Regions from separate parts of the Sus scrofa genome. Here region 1 is linked to region 2. The links are chromatin contacts, called in public Hi-C maps. All regions are on one chromosome and are shown on one strand. Each heading gives the region's core, a stretch centred on a gene start, on an enhancer-like site or on the middle of the called end of the contact. The rest is flanking DNA. Distances are from core to core; before and after follow the strand shown. Region 1 has its middle 99 kb from the start of SFRP1. Region 2 has its middle 24 kb from the start of C17H8orf4.

Region 1 (6,911 bases), core at 2,396-4,895, 920 kb after region 2:
GCTGCACGTACAAGTGATATTCGTCTTTGTCTGTCTTTGTCTCTGACTTCATTCACTTAGTATGAGAATCTCTAGGTCCACCCATGTTGCTGCAAATGGCATTATTTTGTTCTTTTTTATGGCTGAGCAGTATTCCATTGTGTATGTGTACCAGCCACAACTTCTTTATTCATTCCTCTGCTGATTGGACATTTAGGTTGTTTCTGTGTCATGGCTATTGTACATAGTGCTGCAATGAACATTGGGGTGCATGTATCATATGGAATTAGAGTTTTCTCCAGAGAGATGCCCAGGAGTGGGACTGCTGGATCATATGGTAGTTCCATTTTTCATTTTTTGAGGAAGCCGCACACTGTTTTCCATCGTGGCTGCACTCATGCACATTTTCACCAACAGTGTAGGAGGGTTCCTTTTTCTCTACACTCTCTCCAGCCTCTATTATCCTTATCAGTTTTAGAAGGAGCCGAATGAGTCAGAATCCAGAATGGCTGGGATGGAGACACTTTTTCTGTCCTCAGTTTGCAGGGCCTCGGTCCCCAGAGGCCAGTTCCCATCCGAGGTCTGCAGGGCTAACGGGCTCCCCGGGGCTGATAAGGAGATGAGTGATGTATTTCTGGGGAAGTTACAGGTCAGCAGGGTTTCCCTATCAGCCCAGGAAGCCCGCCCTGTCAATCCATCGCTCAACCTCAGAGCGATAATTGGCAGCAGATGGCTTGGCGCTGACGGGCTGGATGGAGTAGGACATGCCCGCGGCGCTCAGCTCTCATCCATCATCAGTTTGCTCTCAGAATGGGAATAGGAGCTCTACAGGGAGGCTGGGAGCAGAAAGACGCCAGGGTTGAGTCAATTCCCAGCAGAGCTTCAGCCCAGCCAGAAGGGGATGTGAATGCTTCAAAGGAGAGGCAAGGGGGCTCGAGAGCACAGGTACTGGGGGTGGAAGTCCTACTCCTAAAACCAGCTGAGGTCTGGGGCTGAACTAGCCGCTGCCTGCAGCCACCTCATACGGCATCTTCTCAAACCCATGCCTTCTAGGGTGAACATGGTCCAGGTGGCAACTTACAGATGAGCCATCAACACTGCCAGCCTGGAGAGGGATGGTGGTGTGGGGACAGCCCCTGATAAGCTGAGCACCTCTCCTGGCTGCCCAGAGTTCTTTCTACCTGGCTCCTCATGCTTACGGCACTCAGAAAAGGCCTCTGCCAAGCCTGGGAAATGCCAGGATCACCCCATCATCTACAAGAAGCCAGCCTTGAGCAATGAGGGGCAGCGGGAGGGACTGTGGCCTTGCTCGCCCATTCTGTGCTGGCCATCATTAGAGATTTGACTGTACCTCCAGGAGACACAGCCAGTTGCTGCCCCTGTGGATGGCTCTGCCCTGGCCCTGAGAGAGAGGACCTTGGCTGGGGCAAGGGCAGAGTGGGGGGTCTCAGCCAAATGCTGCCGTCTTCCCACGAGGCTCTGCTGTCAGGGCCTCCTCAGCTCTGCCTCGGCTCGGACAGGCGTGGGTGGAAAAGATGGGAAGAAATGCACAGTGCTCCTCTCAAGTCCTAAGTAGGTCCCGCTTTCCTCCTATGGCTCCCCAGACAGAACAGATTCCAAACTGCACCCCAGATCAAAGCCCCTCAGATGCGGCCCCACTTGACCATCTCCCGGTGGGACCACCACCACTCGGCCGGGACCTGACCTCAGGGGCCTGCCTCCCCACCCCCGGCTCAGCCATCAGTCCAGGTCACAGTGCGCCCCACCCTCTGCTCCCACCCCATCCCTACACGTGTGAACCCTGCCCCCCTGGACCCCACGCCCGTCCAAACCATCCCACTCTCCAAGCCAAGTATGAAGACCCATAAGTGTTCTGTCCAGACCTACCTCTGCTCTGAAACATTCTCGCCATGCAGTGTCCTTGGCAGAAGAACTTCTAGACCCGATGTAGCCCATGCTTAGGAGTTTTATAACGTCCACCAAACTGTAAGCCTTGAAGGGGAGAAACACTTTGAGTTTCTTCAGACAATTTTTTTTTTCTTTTTAGGGCTGCACCTGCAACACATGGACGTTCCCAGGCCAGGGGTCTAATCAGAACTGCAGCTGCCAGCCTACACCACAGCCATAGCGACATGGGATCCAAGCTGCATCTGCGATATACACCACAGCTCACGGCAACGCAGGATCCTTAACCCACTGAGCAAGAGGCCAGGGATTGAACCTGCATCCTCATGGATGCTAGTTGGGTTCTTAACCAGCTGAGCCGTAATGGGAACTCCTCAAACATAATTCTTGTGGCTGAATGGACTCCAGACTAAGTGCCAAGGACCCCAGGCCACTGCCTACCTCTCAGCAGCTTTCCAATCTGGGGAAAGAGATGGGGTGGCGTGGTGAGGAGGTCCTACTCAAAATCCCTCACCCCGGCCTTGCACACATCGCATTTAGTCTTGCCCCAGTTATCTGACACAGAACCATCCAGCTTGCTTATGGGTTGATAGCCAATCTATGTCACTGCACAACTCTAGAAGAGTGTCACCCACTTTGACTCCAGCATGACTTAGCCCCACCCCCAGAGTTGCACAGTGCGAAACCTGCACAACCACACATGGCTATACTGTCCAAATTCCTGTTGCCAGGTGACCAGAAGCCCATGATTTTAGAGCTGTTCCTCTATGGCCACTAGGAGAAAAAAGGACACCAGAGGTGAGCTGAGCTTGGAGTTAGGCTGAACATTCGGCCTGTGGCTTGAGAAAGAGCCAGCTTCTTTCCTCCACACTCTGTAACTCATGTGCCAGGAATCACACTGAACCACCACTGGGCATCTGGTCATGCCTTTCCTTCCTCCTCGTGATGGAGAAACTCCGGGCCAGGTTTGGGACCAAACCAAGGCCCTAGGGCCATCTGGGATAAACCAGATCGCTGCTGCTTGGGATCCAGACAATTGACACAATCTATTAGACATTTTGTCCCCATCACCACCACTCATCACAGAAACTCCTGAATTCCAAGTGAATTCCCAATTTCCCAGTTCCTCTTCATTTTCTTCTGCCCCAGAGAGCAGCCTGACCTCAAGGGCTGCCCACGCACTTGCGGGGACCAAGCCTTTAGTCATGCCATTAAGACTTTCCAGACGGTGCGTAAGCAGAGGCCGTTCTGCAGCAGGCAGGAAATTATCAGTAGAAGTGGAAGTGACAGCGTGTTTAGCAAACATTAAACCAAGGAAGCTTAAAAGGTCTTTGAGCATCGTTAAATAAACATTCAGGATGACTGAGAGGGCAGAATAGAAAATGGAAAGGAAAGTATAAACACTTTCCGTGGGTGGGGAGACCTCTTTCTTCCGTCGTCTCCTGGGACCTGAACGAAGCCACCTAATGCTTAAGATAAAATGACTCTTTGCAGGCAGAGCACCGATCAGCAGACATTCAGAGCAAAGGGACTTGGCCTCTGTGTCTGTCTCAACAGTCAGAGTTTGGCTCAGATATTCATGCCTGGGATGCTGGGCAGCCTCCCAGTCTAGACGGTCCCAGGGGCACAGCTGACTCAGGGCCTCACCCTCAGAGATGCCCCAACTGGAAAGGTAACAGGAAGACCAGTATGGGGACAGAACAGCCCCTGCTGGGTGCCAGATACATTAGTTAAGCTTCAAAACAATGCCCATGACATTGGTGTTCTTACCAGCAAGGGAAACTGAAGATGCCAGAGATCAAGGTGGCACAGTGAGTGGCAGAGCCGCAGCTGGGACTCCTATCCAGTGCCCCCAGCCCACCTTCTGGCTCCACACCCACAATGACATCAGGCACCACAGGAGGCTCCCACCAAGGTCCTCCCAGGGGTCCCAAGAGGGAAAACAACTGGGAGACAGAGGGCGCGTTGGCAGGCGGGCAAAGCCAAAGTGACAGGCTCAACCTCTAGAGTGACAAGGGCACAGATGGCCAGGACATGGACCTTGGCAGCTTCAGGCAACAGCATCTGCCGGGCCCCCCTTGCTTTTCTGAGGGTTCTCAGAGGATTCAATTTTCGCAGGCTTGAGTCACAGAAAAGACAGCCAGGCTCCCAACTGCAGGGGGTCATCCTGGCAATGTCACCACAAACAGAGCGGTGGAAAAACCTGTCCTCATTTTCTACTGTGGGGGCTCCAAGGTAGCCAATAATCTCAGTGCTTTCCTGCAGATGCAGAAGACACAGGCACCAGGTTAGGGAGTGTGTGTCCTGGGGATCAACCCTCCCAAACACACACACACAGACCCACACAGGCACACAGACACACATGCAAACACACACACACACACATCCCACACACAAACTCACACAGACACACACACACACACACACACACACACTCCCCTCTCCCCTAACAACCAGGATGGCTGAACCCCAAAGGCTACCACATGTACCACAGGCCCACCTCCCCACCAGGCGCCCTCAGCTACACCTTCCAGCTCTTGTAACTGGGAGTCCTTAAGAATTTAACCCAGCAAAACAAAAGGCAAGTCAATATATAAGAATCCAGGGAGTTCCTATCATGGTGCAGCAGAAATGAGTCCAACAAGGAACCATGAGGTTGCAGGTTTGATCCCTGGCCTCGCTCAGTGGGTTAAGGATCTGCCATTGATTGCCGTGAGCTGTGATGTAAGACGCAGCTCCGATCTGGTGTCGCTGTGGCTGTGGCGTAGGCCAGTGGCTACAGTTTGGATTGGACCCCTAGCCTGGGAACCTCCATATGCTGCAGGTGAGGCCCTAGAAAGCAAAAAATAAGAAAAAGAAGAATCCAGTAAGTGCAAGAAAAACAGCCACAGAGCCCAGCACTTCCAGCAGCACCTCCTCCAGGGCCTCCAAGCCTGGGTTTGCACACTCATTCCACACCCTCAGTTCCTCCCCTGCCTCCCCACCCCAAGCTGCCCGAGGCTCCTGCAAAGCAGCAAGGAGCCAGCAGTCGCCAGCACCCAGCCGCCCTCCCTCCCTCTGTCTGATCCTCAAAGCCCGCAGGCCTCTTGCTCTTTGTCCCCAGTCCCAGGTTCCTCCCAGGTCCCCAGCTCCGGGTCACCTCCTGGGGACTTTCCTCCCTCCTTCCTTCTCTACCTTCCCCCACTCTCTGCCCTCCCTCCAGCCTCCACCTTCGCTTCACCAAAAACCCACTGCAAGTTCCAAGGACAGGTCCCCCTCCCCTGACCCCCCTGGAACCTTCTCCAGCCCGGAGCCTCACTTCGCGTTGAGGAAATGGGTCCCGACTCCTCACTTAGGTTCTAAATCCCTGGAATCAGAGTCTGCAGCCGCCTGGCACGGGAGGGCTGCTTCGTTGGCTGGGACAAGGAACATAGGTCCTTTCTGTGATAAAGTCAGGCTGGCGGCCAGGCTCTGGCGGGACAGACCCCTGTAAGACCTACTCCACTTAGGGACCCTGGGGCTCTAACAAAACCCCGGGCGCCTCTCCAGATCAGCCACAGCTTCAACCTCAACCTGCAAAATCAAACTCTGACCTCATGTCTGTTGGGTTGAACCACAGCCCAGGGGCGAGAAGGAGCCTCGAAGTAGTCTTGACCGTCACATGTTGAATCAGTTAGGAACGTCCACAAACAAGGTTCCATCTTCTCCACATGAGAGTTATTTTTATCGTCTGGTACAATGACTCAGAGAACATGTACCATTTATGTGAGGCTGGCAGGGCCTATCTGAAGCCTCCGACATGTGCATTCGCTTACACGCCCTGGGATTGTTAATGCTCCCTTTGTTTTCTTGTAATGATACATTTTATGGGGGAGGCACTCCCCACAGGGGTGTTTTTCAAGATGCTGTTGGAGTCACCCTCTTCGGGAATAGAGTTTCCACAAGCACCACAGGGGCTGGTCGGGGGAGGAGGGCCAGCGGGGGTGGGGGTGGGGGGGGAGGCAGCTGTGTATGGGCGTAAGGCGCCTGGGTCCCCAGCTGTGGTCTGAGCCAAGCCCGGCCTCGGGATGGAGATCGGGCCTTCGGGTCCAGTCCTGCCTGCGTGCCCTTGGGCAGGTTGCTGAGGCTCCCGGAGCCTCTATTTTTACATCCGTGAAACACACTCACAGTGTTGGTTTCCTCGGATGCCATGAGGAAAGGGGAAGCTTAAAACCACAGAAATGGATTCTCTCAAAATCAAGGTGTCCCCAGGGCTGTGTTCCCTCTGCAGTCTCTAGGAAGACTCCTCCCTCCCCTCCTTTATTTTATTTTATTTTTTCCTTTTTAAGGCTGTCCCTGCGCCATATGGAACTCCTGAGCTGCATCTGCAACCTAGGCCACAGCTTTCGGCAACACCGGATTCTTAACCCACTAAGCAAGGCCAGGGATCAAACCTGCATCTTCATGGAAACTACGCAGGTGTCTTAACCCACTGAGCCGCAACGGGAACTCCAAGAATCCTCCCTTCTTTGGGCAGCTTCTGGTCACTGCTGGCCTTCCTTGGCTTCTAGCAGCAACATCCAATCTTTGCCTATATCGTCAGATGGCCTTTCCTCCCAGGTGTGACTCTGGGTCTCAGCATCCCTCTCTTTTCACATATAAACCCTAGTCATTGGATCGAGGGCCCGCCCTAGTCCAATATGACCTCATCTTACCTGGATCCGATGAACAAAGACCCAATTTTCCAAATGGATTCCTGTTCAAAGGTACCAGGGATTAGGACTTGAATATATCTGGAGGGAGGGCACAATTTCACCCACTACAAAGGTATAATAATACGTCCCTCCCTGTAATGTCTAGGGCGAGGCAGGAGGAAGTAAAATCACAGCGTGCACAGTGATTGGCGCATATATGCACAGTCATGCAGAGTAGTCATAACACAATGACTTTGGCCTGAGCAAGGATGGGCTAAGGAGGCCAGGAGGGTGGGTGAGGCTGGAGTCTCAGAAGGTGGTGTGCACAGGGCAAGGGAATGGCCATATGCTGTGCTACCCGGTGTCCCTCTGGTT
Region 2 (7,244 bases), core at 4,548-7,047:
GCAGCCCTAGAAAAGACAAAAAGACCAAAAAAAAAAAATTTCCATCACCTATTAACACTTGAGTCACCATTGCTTAGGTAAAGCTGATATAAATGTTAAACACTTTAGGACTCTAAAACAAAAACTTTCCTCTCAAGAATTAAGTGGTAACAATAAATTTTAAATAATAATATTTTTAATTGTAATAGTTTGCTTTCACTTTTTAAATGGTAATTTAAGAATAGGGGTATGGGCTTTTCTTCCCCCTTCCCCCTAGCAAACAGAAGTCTGCTCCCCATGTCTGTCTGTCAATTTCTGTTTTGTAGATAAATCATTTGTGCCACATTTTAGATTCCACATATAAGTGATCTCATATGGTGTTTGTCTTTCTCTTTCTGACTTACTTCGCTTAGTATGAGAATTTCTGTTTCCATCCATGTTGCTAAAAATAGCATTATATGCAAACTTTCACATTTAGAATGGATAAGTAATGGGGTCCTATTTTATAAAACTGTGTCTTGTCTCTTGGGTTAGAGCATGATGAAAAAATGGCATTAAAAAAAAAAAAAGAATGTAGATGTATGTATGGCTGGGTCACTTTGCTATACAGAAAAAATTGAAGGAACATTATTAATCAACTATAATTTAATAACAACAAAAAAAGAGAGTTCCCACTGTGGCTCATCAGAAATGAATCTGACTAGTATCCATGAGGATGCAGGTTCCATCCCTGGCCTTGCTCAGTGGGTTAAGGATCCAGCGTTGCCATGAGCTGTGGTGTAGGTCACAGATGTGGCTGGGATCCCGAGTTGCTGTGGCTGTGGTGTAGGCTGACAGCTGTAGCTCTGATTCGACCCCCAGCCTGGGAACCTCCATATGCCACGGGCATAGTCCTAAAAAGACAAAAGACAAAAATAAATAAATAAATAAATAAATAATAGGGGTGTGGGTCTGGAATAACATTTCCCATGTACCTAGGGTAAGAGCAGCCCACTCCTTACACATCATTATATTTATTATGTTATTCTTATAGCTATCAGTGCAAGTATCTGCTGACACCCTCACTTTACCAATGAGAAAACTCAGGACCAGAGCAGATAAGTCACCTGCCCAAGGTGAGTGAGCTCTGGAGGGAAACGCTGACTTATCTTTCTAACGCCAAAGCCCACGTACTTTCCTCTGCACCAAGATGCCTTGAGACATCTGCCTACTTCACAACTGTGGCAACACGGGATCCTTAACTCACTGGGCCACAGTGGAAACTCCCCATCTATTTTATTAAAATGCCATGTCTCTGTGTAAAAAGTGTAACATGCTGAGAAGTCTCTATCTTAGCTAGTATAACTTTGCTCATTCCTTCAATAAACAATTTACTGGGTTTCGACCACGTCACTGGCAATATGCTAAGTGCTAAAAATAGAGATAAAATATTGTGGTGTCGAGAGAGACAATTCCATGACAAATGCAATTTGAGATTGCCCACACTCCGTAGCTTTTGAATTATAAAAATGTCCATTTCAAGTGACTGATACTAAAACCTGTTTTCCAATAAAAAGACTAGCATACTTTATTCTAAGTATTCTAACTTAGTATTTTAAAAGGGGAACATTTCCAGATTATTTCTCCACATGTTGATCAGACTGGATAAGTAACTAAACTGAAGTTTTTTTTGTTTGTTTGTTTGTTTTTTAAATGGAGGCCTGGAATCCCCTGAAAATGCTGCACTCAGAGCAAAACAGGACCCTGAAGGAGCTCGCACTCCTGAGCTTCCCTCCTGGTCCTGTCACTCACTAGTCCTGTGACACTGAGCAAGTCACTTAACTTCTCAGCTTCATTTTCCTTATTCAAATAAAGGAGACAACATTGCCTATTTCAGAGGTTTATTCTTTAGTAAACGAGCTAGGGCATATTTGCTCTGTCATTTCTACCCCTCTGGCTCCCAGTCCCTTCATCCGGATTTAAGTGTAAGGACGGAAGTTCCTGCTGTGGCGCAATGGATTAATGGCTTGTTTCTGCAGAGGTGCGGGGTACAATGGGGTAAAGACCCGGCATTTCGGTGGCTTAGGTCTAGGCTGCGGCTCAGATTCTAGCTCTGGCCCCAGGAACTTCCAAAAGCCTCGGGAGGCTCAAAAAGAAAATACATTAGGAGTTCCCATTGTGGCTCAGCAGTAATGAACCTCACTATCCGTGAGGGGTTGGATCCCGGGCCTCACACAGTGGGTTAAGGATCTGGCATTGCTCAATGCAGCTCCAATCTGGTATGGCTGTGGCTGTGGCCAGCCGCTGCAGTTTCAATTTGACCCCTAGCCTGGGAACTTCCACATTCTGTGAGTGCGGCCCTAGAAAGCAAAAATAAATAAAATAAAATAAAATAAAATAAAATAAAATAAAATAAAATAAAATAAAATAAAATAACATAAAATAAATAAAATAAAATAATAAAGTAAAATATAAAATAGAGAAAGAAAGAAAGAAAGAAAGAAAGAAAGAAAGAAAGAAAGAAAGAAAGAAAGAAAATTAATTAATAAATGTGAAGACCCTGGAATAGAACAATCAGCATTTCAGGTTTCAAACACTTCCATTTTCATCTTGTGTTATTATTAAGCTCCTTCTGAATGAATTTGTTCTGCAATTTTGCCATGGTCTTATGGGGGAAAAAAAAGGCAGTTCATCCTCATGCAAAATATTTTTCAGAGGATGTCTCTGTACCACAGGGTTTTAGCCAGTCTGGAACTGACTCAGCCACCCCCGATGCCAGGGCTTCCCTGAGCTATGCCCTTGGAACATGGAAGCTGTCTCTGCTACACAGGAGCTGACCCAGAGCCAAACCCACCTGCCAAAGACTTAGGTCCTTCCCCAGCCTGTCTGCTTCTGCACTCAAGGCGTCTCCAGAGCTAACAGGAAATGATTCAAGACCAGCGTTGGCCAGAACGACCGTGGCCTTTTCCTCTGTGCCTAAGAGGATTAAAGAGCTTGCCTCATGAAACTTCCCTGAATTGCTCTACTGGTTCAACCGGTTCCAAACATTGTGAGATAAGGGACATCTTTTGCGTGGTGTACTTTTGTAGTCACTACCTGAGTGAGGACAAGCAGTACCTTGCAGGGTAAACACATCCCTTTCCTACATCTCCCCCACTGGGTTTAAAGAAGATGATTCAAATTCACTTTAACTGAGAGGCGTGTAACCTCCCTAGCGATATGCTGGTAGCCCCACAGTGGGCCAGGCCATGGGTGTAAAGTGACACAACGTGTCACCTTGCCCCTGAGCTGGCAGGAACAAATACTAGTCACAGATGTGTGTGTATGTGTGTATATATATATATATATATATATATATATATATATATATTTTTTTTTTTTTTTCTTTTCAGCATATGGGAATGAGTCTAAAGTACAGGGTGGTGTTATGCGGGAGACCTCCAGGGAACATGTGGTTCATGCTGGTCCTGTTGACCTAAAAAAAAAAAAAAGCACAACCTGAAAGTTGAGAGTTAGGTTTTATTTGGGGGCAAAATTAGGACATAAGCCCAGGAGACAGCATCTCAGGTATCCCTGAGAAAACCACTCCAAAGAAACAAGGGGGCAGCCAGGATATATAGGATTTTTGGCAACAAAGGGCAGGATGGCAGGAACAAAAGAGGCCCGGGCTCACTGACATCTTTCCTTTGATAGGCACCTCAGCCATCAGGTATCCTGAGTTTTCACAGCCCTCGGGCTCCCTGGCTCTCCCCCTTGGAGGTGGCTGCATTCCAGAGGACTGTGACTTCGTTTGTTGTGTACACTTAGCTACAGCGAGCCAGCCAGCCGGAAGGGTGGTATTTCAGAGCACACTGCCCCAGAGAGGCAGGGGGACCCGATATCAGTGTATATGACCAAGGCAAGGGGGAGGGGCATGCAGCCGTGCCCACATTTTACAAAAGTTTGTTGCTGGTCTCTGGCAGGTTAGTCACAAGCAGCAGGCATCACCCTGAAGGATTCTCGTGTTTTTCTAGACATGAGGAAATACAAGAATTGGGCACATGCAATAGTCCCCTAAAACGATCTGACTCTCTGAAGACCCGTTCTCCCAGTTTTCCCAAAGCACCGACTGCGTGATTCCTGATCTCCCTGCTGAGCTCGACTCAGGGGATGCTGCGGGTCAGCAGCTGCCGTGGCTCATGATTAAACCCATGCAGAGGCAGATGGCAAGTGCCAAACTCCAGTTTACAGTCCTTACTGAGAAAAGTGAGTCAAAGGAATTCCCACTGTGGCTCAGCGGTAATGAATCTGACGAGTATCCATGACGACTTGGGTTTGATCCCTGGCCCCACTCGGTGGGTTAAGGATTGAGCATGGCTGTGAGCTGTGTCACAGACACAGCTTGGATCTGGTGTTGCTGTGGCTGTGGCACAGGGCGGCAGATGCAGCTCTGATTTTACCCCTAGCCTGGAAACGTCCATACGCCACAGGTGTGTGACCCTAAAAAGACAAAAAAGAGTGAGTTGTAAAGGATGCCTCAGCCAGGTGAAGAGGAGAGGGCAGAAGGGCCCCGGGTGTGCAAAGGCCCTGAGTCCAGGCAGGTAGCTTGGTGGCTTGGAGGGAGTGGAAGGTAGTTTGATATCCGAGGTGATGGAGTTCGTGCTATTGGACCCTTAGCACAGTGCCAAGTCAATGTCATGTTTCAAAGAGAAGAATGGCAAAGTGGGTCCATGATTTTAAGAACTCAGTCTGGTCGCTGTGTGGGAAGTGGATCAAATGAACACAGGAGGCAAAAGAGGGTGTGAAGAGAGGAAAGGCAATGTGGGGGCCATGAGCGTAAAGGGGGAATCCTTCTCAAGGACGTGGAGATGATACAAGTGGAGGAAGGAGCAGCAAGATGTGCAGAAGGGGGAAAGTATCTGTCAGAGAGAGGGGCTGGGCATAGTCTTTGGGATACAGCAGCAAAGCACAGCAGGGCATGAAGGCAGAAGAAAGGCAGCTTCCTCTGTAAAGATTTGAACCAGTTGCAGGACAGGGGTGGTGGGAGGTGAATTGCAGACTGGCTATTTGTGAGCCTCAGACAGTACACACTACTGTATAAAATAGACGATTAATGAGAACCTACTGTCTAGCACAGGAAAATCTACTCAGTAGTTCGTAATAACCTATCCTGAGAAAAATGAAGGGATATATGTACATGCATGATGGATTCACATTGCTGTACAGCTGAAACTAATGCAACATCGTAAGTCAACTATACTCCAATAAAATGAAATTAAAAAAGAAGAAAATCTAGAACGAAGTCCCTCATCTCTTCCTTACATCACTGCCACCCCATCCAACAGAAGCTGAGTCTGTTCAAGCAGCCATGCTGAGCCCCCTTCCCAAAAGTCATGGTCCAGGTTGCTGTGGCCTGACCCCAACTGGTCACCGTTATGTCACATACAATACCATTGTGCAGCAGCCATCTGATGTTCCACAGCGTCCAGAGGACACCCTCTGACAGTAGGGCCTTTGGAGGGAGCAGCTATGTGTGACTAGTAGGGGACCCACCCCCTGCACCGAGTTCCACGGATGAATGAATATGCCCCTTTGGTCACTCATGGAGAAAGCTTTCTGACAGAGGAACCCTTTGCCCTTTGCCTGTGATTAGTAAGCCAGAGATGACGCTATCCTCTGAAAGTTCCCCAATGACCAAATTTGGCTTCCGAGGAACTGGGCAGAAACATTTCTTGTGAGTCATGCCTGTTTGCCTCATGTTCCTCATCCTCTGTTGTTATGGAAACCACACAGTGCAGCCCAAGGGTTCAGAATTCCAGCAGTTGGCCTCAAAGTTACCCCTAGTTGATACAGCAAAGAAGTTTGCTTGCTTGGTTAATCTTTAGCTACCTCCTGCCCTGTTCACAGGGGAAGCTGAAGAGCCCAACACAGCCTAGAGCCCTGGCTGTTCTTTTCAGGTGAGTCAACATAAGAGACATGCCCTTGTGTTCTGCCCTGAGGACGACATAGATATTTAGAAGAATTTGGGATGACTTCCTGGGTTATCTGGTTGTGAGATCAAAGCTGCCCCCTTGCCAACACAGACACTCAGCACATGTGAAAGGAATTTAGGAATTCCTCACATTGTCTTTTTTGGGTTCATCCCCATCTCTTCGCAAAATCTCCAAGCAAATCTTAATAGCCGTGGGGTTGACTTTGGGAAATGTGACCTTTAGAAAGATGCTTGACGGATTCGTGCTACTTGAACATCTTTGAGGATATCTGCAGATCTCTGAAGCCCCGACACAGGAAAGGTTTATGTTCGTGGGGCCTCCTGATGATTCAAAGGCTGATAGTGTGCTTCTGCTTCGTGGCTTCTTCAGCAAGGAACGTGAATAAGAAAGACCTGGACTCTTAGCTTGGCTCTACTGTTTAATTATTTCTTGACTGCAGGTCCCTTGTCTTTGTGAATCTCCATTTATCCACCTGCAAAATGGTGTTATTCACAGCCATCTCACAAATTGTTGCAAAGACCAAAGAGATTAAGTGGGCAGGTTACATAGCACCATTCCTTATACCTAGTAAATACTCAACCAATGCTATTCAATTTTCTTTTTCTATTAGACTAGCTGCGTTGTGGCCAGTTTGCTGCCCAACAGCATTGCTGGTTGCATGTGGACAGAAGAAGGGGCAGATTCACAGAGAAGGTGAAATAATGAAAAAGAAAAGAAAAAAGAGTCACACTTAGGAGTGTCTGCATGCCATCCATGCAGTTGCCCCGTCTCACCTCACCTATAGGACCTCACTTGGGCAAGGGACTGAACTTGAAAGCGCTGTGGCCATAAACTGTAAAGTCTGGAGAATATACTCTTGAAGCCAGGCATTTCGATCAATATAAAGGAAGCGACGTGACATGCATGACTCCTAGCCCTGATAAATTTATATTTATCTTTAAACAACTGCACACAAAAAAAGAGAAAAACACACGGTGCAGAAGAGATAAATACGGAGTCGACAACAGATTACGGTTGTTGGAGTGAGTAGAAGTATCAAATTACAATTCAGGTTTCCCCTGTCATTATAGCTCATGTGGGTGAATGAGTCACATTAGCAATAATGCATCTAATTGGACTGACGTATGTCTTCTCCCATTATGGGAACTCAATCCCTTGCAACTTTAGATATTCCTGTGAATCAAAAGAATGTTTTACACCCATGGGTTCATACCTCTTGTTGATGTGGGCCCTCTGTGAGGTCAGTTATGGAAGGTCACTCATTACGTCTAGGGCCACTGGTGTTGTGTGAGAACACTCAGGTTCATCCCTTTG

What was found. Hi-C and Micro-C count contacts between places; a contact is called where the count stands out from the background.
Region 1: a contact with region 2 is called in a Hi-C map of fibroblasts, with 2.9 times the contacts expected there. The contact joins two enhancer-like sites. A contact is called at or near these places in 2 of 47 Hi-C or Micro-C datasets (embryonic fibroblasts and fibroblasts).

What each region holds. Positions count from the first base shown.
Region 1 is chr17:10,387,191-10,394,101 of Sscrofa11.1, forward strand. No RefSeq gene overlaps it. Among named protein-coding and RNA genes, the nearest start is that of SFRP1, 99 kb to the right of the region's middle. Within about 2 kb of position 3,646, at least 10 of the 83 cell types and tissues checked have an H3K27ac peak or open chromatin away from gene starts, as enhancers often do. A contact at or near this core is called in embryonic fibroblasts, where this site is marked.
Region 2 is chr17:9,461,529-9,468,772 of Sscrofa11.1, forward strand. No RefSeq gene overlaps it. Among named protein-coding and RNA genes, the nearest start is that of C17H8orf4, 24 kb to the left of the region's middle. Within about 2 kb of position 5,798, at least 48 of the 83 cell types and tissues checked have an H3K27ac peak or open chromatin away from gene starts, as enhancers often do. A contact at or near this core is called in embryonic fibroblasts, where this site is marked.